Regions from separate parts of the Zea mays genome. Here regions 1 and 2 are each linked to region 3. The links are chromatin contacts, called in public Hi-C maps. All regions are on one chromosome and are shown on one strand. Each heading gives the region's core, a stretch centred on a gene start, on an enhancer-like site or on the middle of the called end of the contact. The rest is flanking DNA. Distances are from core to core; before and after follow the strand shown.

The links. A called contact is a pair of places that touch in the nucleus more often than the background predicts.
Region 1: a contact with region 3 is called in a Hi-C map of ear, with 3 times the contacts expected there. The contact joins the promoter of LOC103626636 here to the promoter of LOC103626634 in region 3. A contact is called at or near these places in 2 of 25 Hi-C or Micro-C datasets (ear and tassel).
Region 2: a contact with region 3 is called in a Hi-C map of ear, with 2.7 times the contacts expected there. The contact joins the promoter of LOC100277365 here to the promoter of LOC103626634 in region 3. A contact is called at or near these places in 3 of 25 Hi-C or Micro-C datasets (ear, leaf mesophyll and tassel).

The regions. Positions count from the first base shown.
Region 1 is chr5:83,795,659-83,800,069 of Zm-B73-REFERENCE-NAM-5.0, reverse strand. LOC103626636 (SNF1-related protein kinase regulatory subunit gamma-like PV42a) reads right to left here and starts at 2,798. Exons shown (of 3, transcript XM_008647039.4): 1 at 2,073-2,798; 2 at 1,630-1,972; 3 at 822-1,544. The coding sequence starts at 2,560. The coding sequence ends at 1,098. It overlaps LOC100285167, which reads right to left. Exons shown (of 11, transcript NM_001367335.1): 8 at 4,261-4,404; 9 at 3,989-4,112; 10 at 3,554-3,745; 11 at 2,851-3,464. The coding sequence ends at 3,105.
Region 2 is chr5:83,730,421-83,734,533 of Zm-B73-REFERENCE-NAM-5.0, reverse strand. It overlaps LOC100277365, which reads right to left and starts at 2,107. Exons shown (of 3, transcript NM_001150949.1): 1 at 1,315-2,107; 2 at 1-173. The coding sequence starts at 1,977. It overlaps LOC109939724, which reads left to right and starts at 3,438. Exons shown (of 3, transcript XM_020538038.1): 1 at 3,438-3,540. The coding sequence starts at 3,438.
Region 3 is chr5:83,021,301-83,025,506 of Zm-B73-REFERENCE-NAM-5.0, reverse strand. LOC103626634 (tyrosine-sulfated glycopeptide receptor 1) reads left to right here and starts at 1,475. Exons shown (of 1, transcript XM_008647037.3): 1 at 1,475-4,206. The coding sequence starts at 2,040. LOC109939935 (a long non-coding RNA gene) reads right to left here. Exons shown (of 2, transcript XR_002262314.3): 2 at 1,098-1,491.

The sequences.
Region 1 (4,411 bases), core at 1,549-4,048, 770 kb before region 3:
ATAAGTTGAGTTAACATTTGAGTTCGGTTCTTAACTCCTATCTCGATTATTTGACGAGCTAGCTCTCGCGACATAAATGAACTATCACATTTTAGGTAAACGAACTATCACATTTCAGGAAATCATTTTACATTTTAGCTCCGTTCGTAGCTTGGTTCGTCAATAAGCTAGTTGATTCGTTAATGAGTCAGCTCACGTTAATGAGTCAGCTCACGAGATAAACGAGCGAGGTAAACAAGCTACTATCACATTTCAGAAATCCAAAACTATATATATCATTTACGTAACCATTAATAAACATAGTACGTAACAATTAATAAACATAGATAAACGAGCTACTATCATATTAAAAACGAAACTATACAATTGATATTACATGTTATATCTATGACCTATAAATTAAAATAATGACTAATAGACTGTATTTATATATTAAATTGATCTATATAAATATAACTAGATTATACGGATGAACATTTATGTAAATTGTAAATAGATGAGTGATAATTGTAAATGAATGAGTGATAAGTTGTGTTAATTTGATGTTATGGTCAGTAAAACTATGAGTATAATTACTATTTTCTATTGTTAAATTAATTTAAAATTAACTAGAAATTAATTATTATTACTTTTCTACTCCGGCTTATTTTCTATTGTTAAATTAATTTAAAATTAACTAGAAATTAATTATTATTACTTTCTGCTCCAGCGAGCCAGCTCATAGACAAGCTAACTCTGTAAACGAGCTAAATTTGTAACTCTTTAGCTTAAGAGAGTCAGAGTCGAGCAAGCTCGTTAAAGCTCTAGCTCGAACTCAAACGAGCCGTATTTTTGGTTGATCAATAAAACGATGCAAAATAAGGCGTCACGATGAAGGCCTGTCAACGAAATACGAAGCCCGGATCGGAGCCAGGGCCATATAACAAACAAAGCAACAAGGCAAAACGAGCTCGGCGGCGGTCGCCGGTCGGCCGTCGCCAACACGTCTCGATCGCCCTTTTCCCCCTCCTCTGCAGGAGCACGACAGGTGGACGGACACTATGGGCAGAAACAGCTACGAGCTTGTTCTTGGACGTCACGACTCACGGCCCACGGGCTCACGGCACGATGCTGTGCAGCTCCAGGTCCTCGCCGAGCGCGGCCTCCCGCACTGCCCGGAGGATGTCGGTGAGCGACACGACCCCACGCAAGAGCCCTTCCTCGTCGACCACCCACAGCCGGTGCACGTGCCTCGATGTCGCCGCCTCGATCGCCTCGCCGAGGGTGCTCTCCTGGGAGCACGTCACCAGCGCCGACTCCTGCTGCTCGCTCTGCTCTTCGTCAGTGGCGGCGGCAGCCGCGGGGGTGTCGGCGTACCCGGCGACAGGGGTGCCAGTGTCCGTGGCGTCGGCGCCGGGGACCACAAGCCTGGTGCTGGCGCGGTACTCAGCCACCTTCCTCTTGAACTCCATCACGCTGATCCCCAGCCAAGCCTGCAGCCGCGCCACCGGGCAGTCCCGCAGGTCCGTCGCCGAGAACGTCTCGACCGCCCTTTGCCCGCTCCCCTGCAGCAGCACGACAGGAATTTCAGACAGGAGGAAATCCGGCAGGAGATGGCGTGTTCGGATCGGAGGCGCGTGCAGTGCTCACGTATTGAAGGGTCTCTGTACCGCTACCGACGGCGTCCACGACGGGCACGGCGGTCAGCGACGCCGCCCGCATCGCCTTGATGACGTCGATCACCTTGGTAACGCCAGAGACGGCGAACACGGTGTCGTTCACGGCGCCGAGCTCGCGCACGGTGCGCAACAGCACGCCCCTGAGCTCCGCGCCGTGCGCCCTGAGGAACCTCACCACGTCCATCTGGGTGAGCATCCGGTACCCCGGCGCCGACTCCACCAGCTCCAGCGCCACCACGTTGTCCGCCGAGCTCTCCAGCGGCACCAGCGCGCGGTGCACACCCTTGCTGAACGTCTCCATGCAGTCCAGCACGCTGGCGCAACGCAACGAACATGTCGCACACGCGCAGATTGCGTACAATGCGAGGAAGAAGAAGAAAAATACGAGTGTGAGCTGGAGATCGGCCGGCGTACCTGGTGCTCGGGTGGAGCGTCCACAGAGTGAGGCCCTCGAGGGAGTGTCCGATGACGGAGGACACCGGCACGGCCATCCGGCGGTCGAGGTCGGCCGCCTCGTCGTCGTCGCTGGCCTCGGCGATGTGGGCAAGGATGTCGAGCATGTTCACCATGCCGATGTAGTGCTTGCGGACGGCGCCGGTGGCCGGGTCGGACTCGAGGATCATGGAGCCGCCGGCGCCGATCCAGTGGCCCGGTGGCGCAGCCACGGCCACGGCAGAGACGCGCGCTGCCAGGAGCGCGTTGGCCGTGTGCGCCAGCGTCGCGGTGTAGGGAACCTCCACCAGCCGCCGCTTGGCCCGCGCCAGGTCCACCACCTTGCGCTCGCGGAGCAGGCCGCAGAGCCCCGCGCGCGCCTTCTTGTTGCTCTCGTTCCCGCCGCCGGAGGCGACGCCGTGCAGCGCCGCCTCCTGCTGCTCGTCGGCGGCTGCTTTAAGCTGCGCCATTGCTGACCACTCCTAGCTGCTCTGGTACTCGCTTGTGTTTCTGTGCGCGAGGTTTAGCGAACAAGGCCGCATGCTCGAGAATCCATTAATTAATAGCTTCTCAGTGCTTCGAGTTGCAGCCTTGCAGGAGAACGTGGCGGGCAGAGAGGCTGCGTAGCTCTGCCGAGCTGCCGCGTGGAAAGAAACTCTACGACTAGCGAGTTCAGGTCGCCCACGTCATGCCTGCAAGGCTGCAAGTCAAAACTCAGGTTAGCCATTTCTTGGCTCAGCTTGGTAAATCCAAGAGGAGCTTTGGAAAAGCAGGTCGTTACTGATGTTATCTTCATTCACTGCCTTGTCCAAGACATTTTCAGCATGAAGTGATCTATGTGAAACTACAGATTAGGCCAGCCAAATACATACAAATCTAGGTGTTTAACTAGTAGAAGCATATGCTCGCTGAAATGCGCGCTGATGGAAGTGAGCACGAGACTACTCGTAGTCGTAGCCTAGCGAAGACGAGGACTCGGCCAGACGGCCACTCTGATCTGAGGGATGGCCCGTCTCATGCCCTGCACATGCAGGGTGTCAGCGGGTTCTCCCAGAGATCGTAGCCGGGGAAGGTGGGCTCGGGGAGGCCCGTCCTCGTGCGGTGCGTGACGACGACGTCCTCCGTGAAGGAGGCCCAGCCCATGTCGGGGTCGCCCAGGGACTTGGACATGAGGCCCTTGTCGGGCTTCACCGACTTGAGGCGGTGCCCCGCGTAGCGGCGCGCCCCGATGATGAGTTTGGCGAAGTTGCCGCCGTGCGTCATCACGAACGCGTCCGACCGCAGGCACACCAGGAAGTCCAGCGCCGCCAGGCTCGTCACGTGCCGCCGGAACGGCGCCAGCTCCTCCGCGCTCGCTAGCTCCTCCTTCGTCACCTGCAGCGATGCACAATGCACGGCAGTGGCTTATCAGTTATCACTGGCTTCAGCTTGACACAATCTGAAGTGGATTTGAGCCTGCCTACCAGGTTGGGGAACATGTTCCTGAGGGGAGCCATCCGGTTCTTGCCGCCGTACACTTGCCCGGACGCGACGTATATCTGTGTGCCGCTCGTGTACCCCAGTGCCCGCAGGATCACAGCGATCTCACCGGGCTCAAGAGGGCACCGCCCTTCTTTTCTCTTCTGCAGCGCCAGTGGCCATAGATGGGATCCATTCTGCGTGGCAGATACAAAAAAGAGAAAATCGTTAGACTTGTAGGGCTAGTTTCGGAACTACATTTTCTTAAGAGATTTATATTTTCCTAAAAAAAATGAACTAATTTTTCTTGGAAAAATAAAAATCTCGTGAGAAAACGGGGTTCCCGAACTAGCGCGTATAGTTAGTGTCGGTGCTTCATTTCTCCTAGGGATTCTTTCTCAGTCCAATGTAACAGATGTATCTAGTCCAGTCCGCGTCACCTTGAAGCGCCTTGGCCATTCTTTCTGCCTATAAGCCGCCATCATTGCCTTCTCCTCCCGTGTGCCGGCAAAATCACAGAAAGAAAGCCCCACCATCCCTTTTTCAAATCTCAGGTGAAGAGCCCTTTAAGAACAAAAAAAATGTGTCAATATTTGATTGTGAAATAAACTTTGAGAGCGTCAACTTCAGCTATGCACTGGATAGTGTCTTGGGTAGATACAAGCTCTACTGTACACAATATCACCCAGCGAAAAGGATAATTATAACGTACATGTATGGATTTATGCTGCCAGTTTTGTTCCTCATTCTTGCAGCAAGCTTAACAGCCATTTCCTCAATATCAGGTAGGAACTTTAATGCATGATAGTTAACTCTGCATCTCAGCCGGTTAATCTCTGTTGGTACATTATCATACCTGAACA
Region 2 (4,113 bases), core at 858-3,357, 710 kb before region 3:
TTCAGTGTCCGCCGGAGATCACCATCAGTGAAGGTCCCAATCAAATGATGCTCTTCATCAACCACAAGCAGACAACCACAACCTTTACTGGTGAGCTCGGTGAGTTGGTCCATTATCATATCTCCCTCCTTGCACAGAGGAAGCTCATTCTGTTTCTTCATAACATCCTTAACCTGCAGGGTGTTTGTGTAAGAACAAAAAGTCTAAAAGACACACCTCACCTATAGAAACAAGAAAATAACACACAGGCTGATGCTGGATCAATAACAACACCCACAGAAATCAGATAACTGGGAAGACAAGATCTGAACTTGTTTCAGTTTTCAGTAACTACTTTGCACGAGAACAAGGATCCCATTCAAATATATCATGTCATGAACAGCTGGCCTTACACATCACCCAGAGCTACATAGCTTGTTAATAACTACCACAATTAGACAATCGATAATGCACACAAATGAGTAGGTGCTTTTTTGTTTTGTTTTTCTTGGCATGTGTATATAAAAAGGACCATTGCAGATAACAATAAACAAAAAAAAATGTTGGATGGATAGTGACAAAATTATCCAATCCTAAAGCGCATTTCACCAGGGCTATTTATTGGACCACTCCCAGTGACGACACGCAAACAGTAAATGAATCCTAGTAGTAACAAGCATCTGGCATCCTATGTCTCCCACTGGGTGGCAGCACAAGATATTGCACATGCCGATTTAACAAGAGCCCCGCAGAAATCAGATGGTTGAAGAGACAAGATCTACTCTTGTTTTAGAAGTCAGTAAATACATTGCAGATGAACAGAAACAACGCGTTCATTCAAATATGACAAGTTATGCACACCCAACTTATCATCCTCTGCTATGGCATCTGAAGACAGTGGCCACGATTAAACAAAAAATGCACACAAATGATGAGGCACTTTGTTGTATTTTTCTTCTTTGCTTTGGTAGCTTGTTGTATTCTTCTTGTAGCGATGAAAAGACTGCGAAAACGACAAGTAATAAGATCCCCTCCATATGAAAAAGACCACGATACGTAGTCACAAATTGAAACAAAATGTCGGTTGGATAGCAACAACACTATCGAATCGTATTGAGCATTTAACCAGAGCCAATTCTGAACCGACCCCCCTGCCACCGACATGCATCGGTGAAGGAATCCTAGCAGTGATAAAGCATCTGGTTCTCTCTGGGATCCGATCCGATGTCCCACACTGTGTGTCGGCACAAGGTAATTGAACGTTTCTAAAAAAAGTAACTGTAATAATGCCGGCAACCTGTTTATGTTAGGGTTAGAGGTGGTTGATTTGATTACCTTGAAGATGAGGGTCTTGCCGATCTTGCCAGCGGGATGGTTGGAAGCGTACTGGTCCCTGGAGAGTCGCCTTGCCTCCATGATGGCGGCGATGACGGTGTCCCCAAACACCATCTGGATGGCGGTGGAGGTGACGGGCGCGAGGCCAAAGGGGCACACCTCCCCCTGCAGCGGCAGGTGGACGTTGAGGTCGCAGGCCGCGGCGAGCGGGCAGTCATCCCCCGAGGCCGCGGAGGTGAGCGAGACGAGGTAGGCGCCCTTGGCGCGCGCGCAGGGCGCGAGCGCGAGCAGCTCGTCGGAGGCCCCGGACTTGGAGAGGATCACGAGGACGTCCCCGGGGAAGAGCGCGCCGATGTCGCCGTGGAGCGCGTCGACGGGGGCGAGGAAGCCGGCCCGCGCGAGGCCCAGCGACGCCAGCGTCTGCGCGGTCTTGCGCGCCACGATGCCCGACTTGCCGACGCCCGTGAAGAAGACGGCGCCCGGCGCGTCGAGCAGCGCCTGCGCGAACGCCGCCGCCTGCGCCATGTCGAGGCGGTCGAAGAAGTGGTCCAGGTGCCGGCGCTGCGCGGAGAAGAGCGGCGCCAGGTCCGACGCCACCACCGTGGCGCGCCCCCGCGGCCGCGGGGCGAATTCCGCCGAGGCCGGCGCCGGGAGCGAGCCCATGGGCGGCGAGGGCGTGGCTCGCGCGGGGCGTTCGAGGAATTGCCGCGTCGAGAGGGCGGGGCAGCGGATCTGGGGAGACGCGGGTACGCAGCCGAACGGTAGAAGGGAAGGAGCACGAGGCGTAGAGAATGTGACGCAGCCAACGGTGCGGATCAGACAATAGTCTACCAACTTGCATTGGACGATTGGTTGGCGCTCCGAGTCGTCTGTGCGCGGTGCATGCATCGGTCTGCAGTTCCAAGCCCCGCGGAGGTGAAGCTCCTCGTGTGGTGACCATAGAGGTAGGCCTCGGCAAAAAGAACCGGAACCGAGGAACCGAACCGAAATAACCGAGAACCGGAACCGAACTAACCGAACCGAAGGAACTGTTATGAATTTCGGTTCTGGTTTTTTGAGAACCGAAATAAATGAGATATTTTCGGTTCTGCACTCCAAAGAACCGAAAGAACCGAAAGAACCGAAAAACCCAAAAGTATTAGATTCAATTTGTTACATGTGTTTGTAACTTCGGATGTTGTGTTATCGACTTATGTTGAACCTCTAATCATCCATGTATTATCTATGAAATTATAGTTATTGTGCACTTGTCGTTGTTTGTGGGGAGATGTTGCTGAAATTTCTCACAAAAGTTGTCGTTAATCATAATTTTAGAGTGGCTGTTACAGTTCAGTTAGAACCGAGGAACCGAACCGAAGAACCGAGAACCGAACTAGTCGGTTCTGATTTCTTTATCTTGCTATTTCGGTTCTAGTTTTTGAAGAACCGAATTTCTACGAGAACCGAGGAACCGAACCGAACCGAACCGAAGAACCGAATGCCCAGGCCTACATAGAGGGACGCACTTGCCGCTGGAGCTGGACCATGACAAAGCGGCCAAACCAGGAGAGGAAACTGCCGGCCGGGCCAGCCGCCAGCCAGCATGGGACTGGAAAGTATAGATGGCCAAATGGGCCGTGTCTAATGGGCCGGCCCGAAGCACGACCCGTTTAATAGTGCCGGGCCCGGCCCGGTACAAGAACCGTGTCGTGCTTGGGCCGCTGTCTCGGCCCGGCCCGGCACGATTATATATTTTTTATTTTATAAAACATAGTATATATATATATTTACATTTTATATTAGCTATTTACAACAAACGCACTTGAGTTATATTGGTTAGTGTCCTTCGGTTAAGTGTTTCAACCTCGTAGAGTGAGGTCGCGGGTTCAAAACCTCACAAAAATATAGTTTTTTTTGCTATTTCCTTGAATTAATGGGAGAACGTGACCAGTTAAACGGGCCGGCCCGGCACGACCACCAGGCCGTCGTGCCGTGTCTGGGCCGCGGCTGCGGCACGCGGGCCGGTCGGGCACGGCCCGATTAACCGTCGGGTCTGACGGGCCCGTGCCGTGTCGGGCCGGGCCGCCCGTTTGGGCATCTCTACTGGAAAGTGGGCTGGTTACTTTCTGCAGTCTACACCTGCCATGCCTCTGCATGGGACATGGGAGTGGGAGAAAAATTCCTACGGGCTTCTGCCCTGCCCTGCCCTGCCGTGCCGGGCGCGCGTGACGCTGCACTGCCGCGTACGTTACGTGCACCATGGGCCAACAATTGCATGTGCCGCGCTTTACGCGTGGAAAACAGGAACACCTTGTGCGCGTGGCTCGGCCTAGTGCTGGGAATTGAGTCAGAACAGGCCAGTCCGGCTCAAGCTCGGCGTGCTTCATGTCAAACAGGTTTAGACCAAAAAATACTAAAAGACTTTTGGGTCGTGCAGTGCCATCCTGAACTATAAAAATAGTAGCCTAGTCTGACCTCTAAACGGGTAATGCTTTGAACTCCTATTTTTGAGTTGTGCTCGTGCTGGCCCAAAAAATCCGACCTATATTTTCAACACTAGCTCTCGCGCTTGGCTCCAGCCTCCAGGAGCTTTTTGGAACCGTGGTATTACCAAGACTGGGCTTCTGAAATAGGTATCCTGAACAGCGCAATTGGAATTTTGGTATTATAATCCGTTGAACTTCGGATTTTTGGTATCTGAGTCAGATTTAGCCGGCGCTCAACTCGTTGTTACGGCAGTCCGTTTCTTAGAACGGATCCACGACCGACCGCTCTCCCTCTCTCAATCCTCTCCCTCCCGGCGCTCGTCGAGCTCGTCTG
Region 3 (4,206 bases), core at 226-2,725:
ATACACTTGTAGGGTTCCCTCATAGAAATGACTGGCCCTAAGCGAGGCATTGAGTTGTGTGGCGAAATTATGCTTGAATTTGACATGAGGATTAAGAGGGGCGGAGAAGAGAAAGACGACCCACAGCTGATTGATGGTGTAGCAATCGTACTAGACGAGATGAGCATGCCTAGGAGTACTTATGCATTCACAAAACGGATCCACGGCGATTGTGGAGCGGTTGACATAACGGTATCACGCCTTGACTTTGCAGTTGAGGCGACGATACAACTTCACGTATCTGAAGTAGAGGGCAGCTTCAGTTTGCGTGCGGGCTGTTTTACCAGTGGGTTATGTGAAGAAATCCAGATCTTTAAGGGCACCATTAGTGAGCCGCGTGCCTTGAGGAGATGTGTTGTTGCTGCAGTACATGATACTTGGATGGATGTGAAGTTGAAGGTTGACGACTCAGGGCATTCTTATAGCAGTGATGACAATCCGGAACATTGGTGTAGCTTCAAAACGACCAGTCATGGATGGACCTGCCAACAGGTAAAGCTTGAGTTTGCATCCATATTGGTGAAGGTGACTTGGTCATCGACGTGTTTCATGGAATTGTTCTAGAGTTTAACCAAGTCTGCTGTTCTTGTTCACGCAGGCAAGTTTGTGTCTGCATGCACGCGTTTCATTTCATCTCATCCATCCTTGGTTCGTTTCATGCATGTTAATAACCAAGCATGCAGGCTTTGCTCATTCTTTTTGAAACTATCACGTTTGCTAGTTGTGTTCAGTAATAGTCTGTGTTAGGTTAAGGACCTAACAGCCGTGCTACTGAAACTGTTTTTTTTAATATTCTCCTCTTTTTTTTCCATTTTTCTTCTGTTTCCTCCCTTGTGTAGAGCTGCTCATGAGCGTCTTCCTGCGGAATCTGAACCAGAACCTGGAAATGTTTTTTTACGAACTATTTCATACGTAGCAGGCCTGGCCGTACGCGATACGCGTGTCGGCGAGTGGTGCGGACCCCCACACCAGACGCTTTCTTCGTGCTGCAATCTGGAGTTCACATACGCATGCATATATACATACATACATGTATTCTTGGTTCAAGCAAGCATGGCAAAGATAAACTTTTGAAATACATGTCCGGTAACAACTGAAATTATTAACATATGCAATCTGGAGTTCACATATGCAAGTTATAAACTTTTGAAATACATGCCACAAAAGAAACTTTTGAAATACATGGCTTCGATCTGCGGTATTCCTTTTTGAAATACAATAGGTAGATATACAGGTTACAGTACACTGCAAAGTGGCAGCCGACATCTGAGGTCAACTAAAGCAGGAGGGAGACCGAGGGCAAAAGAATTGGATCCGGTTCGTGCAGACGTGAGCGCCACATCTTGGTCAACAGAACAGCTGATGAAGATGGAACGACAAGTAGACAAGTCTATCGTGCTGCTGCATTGCTGCTTGGGGACCCAAATCGGCCACAACAGAGTAGCTGCAAGCCTGCAATTAGTAGAGACTGAGATAATGCATGGAAACAATAACACTAGTGTATATTAAATTAAATCATGATTAAAGTATGAGATCGAATCGCCATCTGAAATTATGCATATCCTGCAACGACTCAGTAGTCACAGTAACCAATGGGTGGGTGGAGACGAAAGCAGCCCCCTTTTTTTTCCTTTTGGGTTCGCGCAGAAGGTTTGGACTTTTTACATAAAACTATCATACCAGGTTGGCTCATCCAAAAACGTGGAGCTCTGAATCTGGCCGTGTGAATCAGCCGAGAAGCTGCTAACCAGCTGTGGCAAATGCGCCGGGAAAAGAAAAGGGTGTGGATGTGTGCCCACAGCAGCCATGCAGTAAGTTGACCCAATTTTCATTTCCATTTCCTACGTACGGCTGCAACTGCAAGCAACAGATAAACTGGGGGCTGCCTGTTGTCTCTTCTTCCTCCACGCGCTCTTCTGCTAGTTTCATTGGGCATCGTCGTCCAGTCAGCATCAGATCCAAGCATCTGCTTTGATGCTAGTTTCATTCATCAGGAAGCCATGCAGCAGCAGCAACGGGTGCATCCCTCACATGACAACGACAAGCACAACAACGATGGGTTTCTCAAACCTCTCCTAGGCCTCGCGCTCGCGCTCTTGCTATCCGCCTTCCTCCCGCCTACGAGCTCGTGCTCGGAGCAGGAGAGGAGCGCCCTCCTCCAGTTCCTCGCTGGACTCTCGCGGGACGGCGGTCTCGCCTCGTCGTGGCGGAATGGCACGGGCTGCTGCGCGTGGGAAGGGGTCGGTTGCGGCGCAGACGGGGCAGTCACCGATGTCTCCCTTGCTTCAAGGGGCCTTGAGGGGCAAATCTCGGCGTCCCTGGGTGAGCTCACCGCGCTGCTGCGCCTCAACCTGTCCCACAACCTGCTGTCCGGTGGCCTGCCGGCGGAGCTGACGTCGTCAAACAGCATCCTTGTCCTCGATGTCAGCTTCAACCGTCTCAACGGAGGCCTGCGCGAGCTACCTTCGTCAACCCCTCCCCGTCCTCTGCAAGTACTCAACATCTCGACTAACTTGTTTACAGGACCGTTTCCATCGACCACATGGGAGGCGATGACCAGTCTGGTTGCACTCAATGCCAGCAACAACAGCTTTACCGGACAGATACCAAGCCATATCTGCAGTAGCTCACCGGCCTTGGCTGTGATTGAAGTCTGCTATAACCAACTCAGTGGCCTCGTTCCTCCTGGGCTTGGTAACTGCTCCATGCTCAGAGTGCTCAAGGCTGGCCACAATGCCCTCAGTGGGTCACTCCCCGATGAACTCTTCAATGCTACGTCACTAGAGTACCTCTCTTTTCCCGGCAATGGTTTGCACGGAATGCTTGATAGCGAACACATCATGAAGCTCAGAAATCTGGCCCACCTTGATCTTGGAGGCAACAGGCTAAGCGGAAACATCCCAGATTCCATAGGCCAGCTCGAGAGGTTAGAGGAACTGCATCTGAACAACAACGACATGTCTGGGGAGCTGCCATCAACTCTAAGCAACTGCACAAATCTCATAACGATTGACCTCAAGGTCAACAACTTCGGCGGAGAGCTTCAGAAGGTCGACTTCTTCAGCCTGCCCAATCTGAAAACATTGGATCTTCTGTACAACAGCTTCTCCGGCACGGTTCCTGAAAGCATCTACTCGTGCAGCAAGCTGAATGCGTTGCGGCTCTCTAACAACAACTTGCATGGACAGCTTTCCCCAGCAATAGCCAATTTGAAGCATCTTGTTTTCCTGTCACTAGTTTCCAACAGTTTTACAAATATCACAAATACGCTTCAGATACTCAAGAACTGTAGGAATCTCACCTCCCTACTTATTGGAAGCAACTTCAAGGGTGAGGACATGCCAGAAGATGAGACAATTGACGGGTTTCAGAATCTTCAGGTTCTTTCCATGTCTAACTGCTCGTTGTCTGGGAAAATACCTCTTTGGTTATCGAAGCTCAAAAATTTGCAGGTGCTGCTTTTGCACACGAATCAACTCAGTGGGACAATACCTGCCTGGATCAAAAGCTTAGAGTCACTATTCCATCTAGACATATCAAGTAACAAGCTTACAGGGGAAATACCAACAGCCTTAATGGAGATGCCAATGCTAACGACAGAAAAGACTGCAACCCATTTGGATCCAAGGGTATTTGAGCTACCTGTTTATAAAAACCCATCGCTCCAGTACCGGATAACCAGTGCTCTTCCAAAACTGCTGAAACTTGGTTACAATAACTTAACTGGTGCGATTCCCCAAGAAATTGGTCAGTTGAAGTCGCTCGCTGTACTCAATTTCAGCTCGAACAACTTATCGGGAAAAATACCACTGGAACTCTGCAACTTAACAAATCTGCAAGTACTAGACTTGTCTAACAATCATCTCAGAGGTGCAATCCCATCAGCATTGAACAACCTACACTTCCTCTCCGCACTGAATATTTCTTACAATAACCTGGAAGGGCCTATTCCTACTGGAGGCCAATTCAGTACATTCTCGAATAATAGCTTTGAAGGTAATCCAAAGCTGTGCGGACCTATCCTCCATCACAGTTGTAGCTCAGCAGTCGCACCAACAGTCTCAACAAAGCAACACAGTAGGAAAGCCATTTTTGGGATTGCATTTGGTTCGTTCTTTGGAGTTGCTCTTCTTCTGCTTCTGGTATATCTCGCTGTCTCATTCAAGT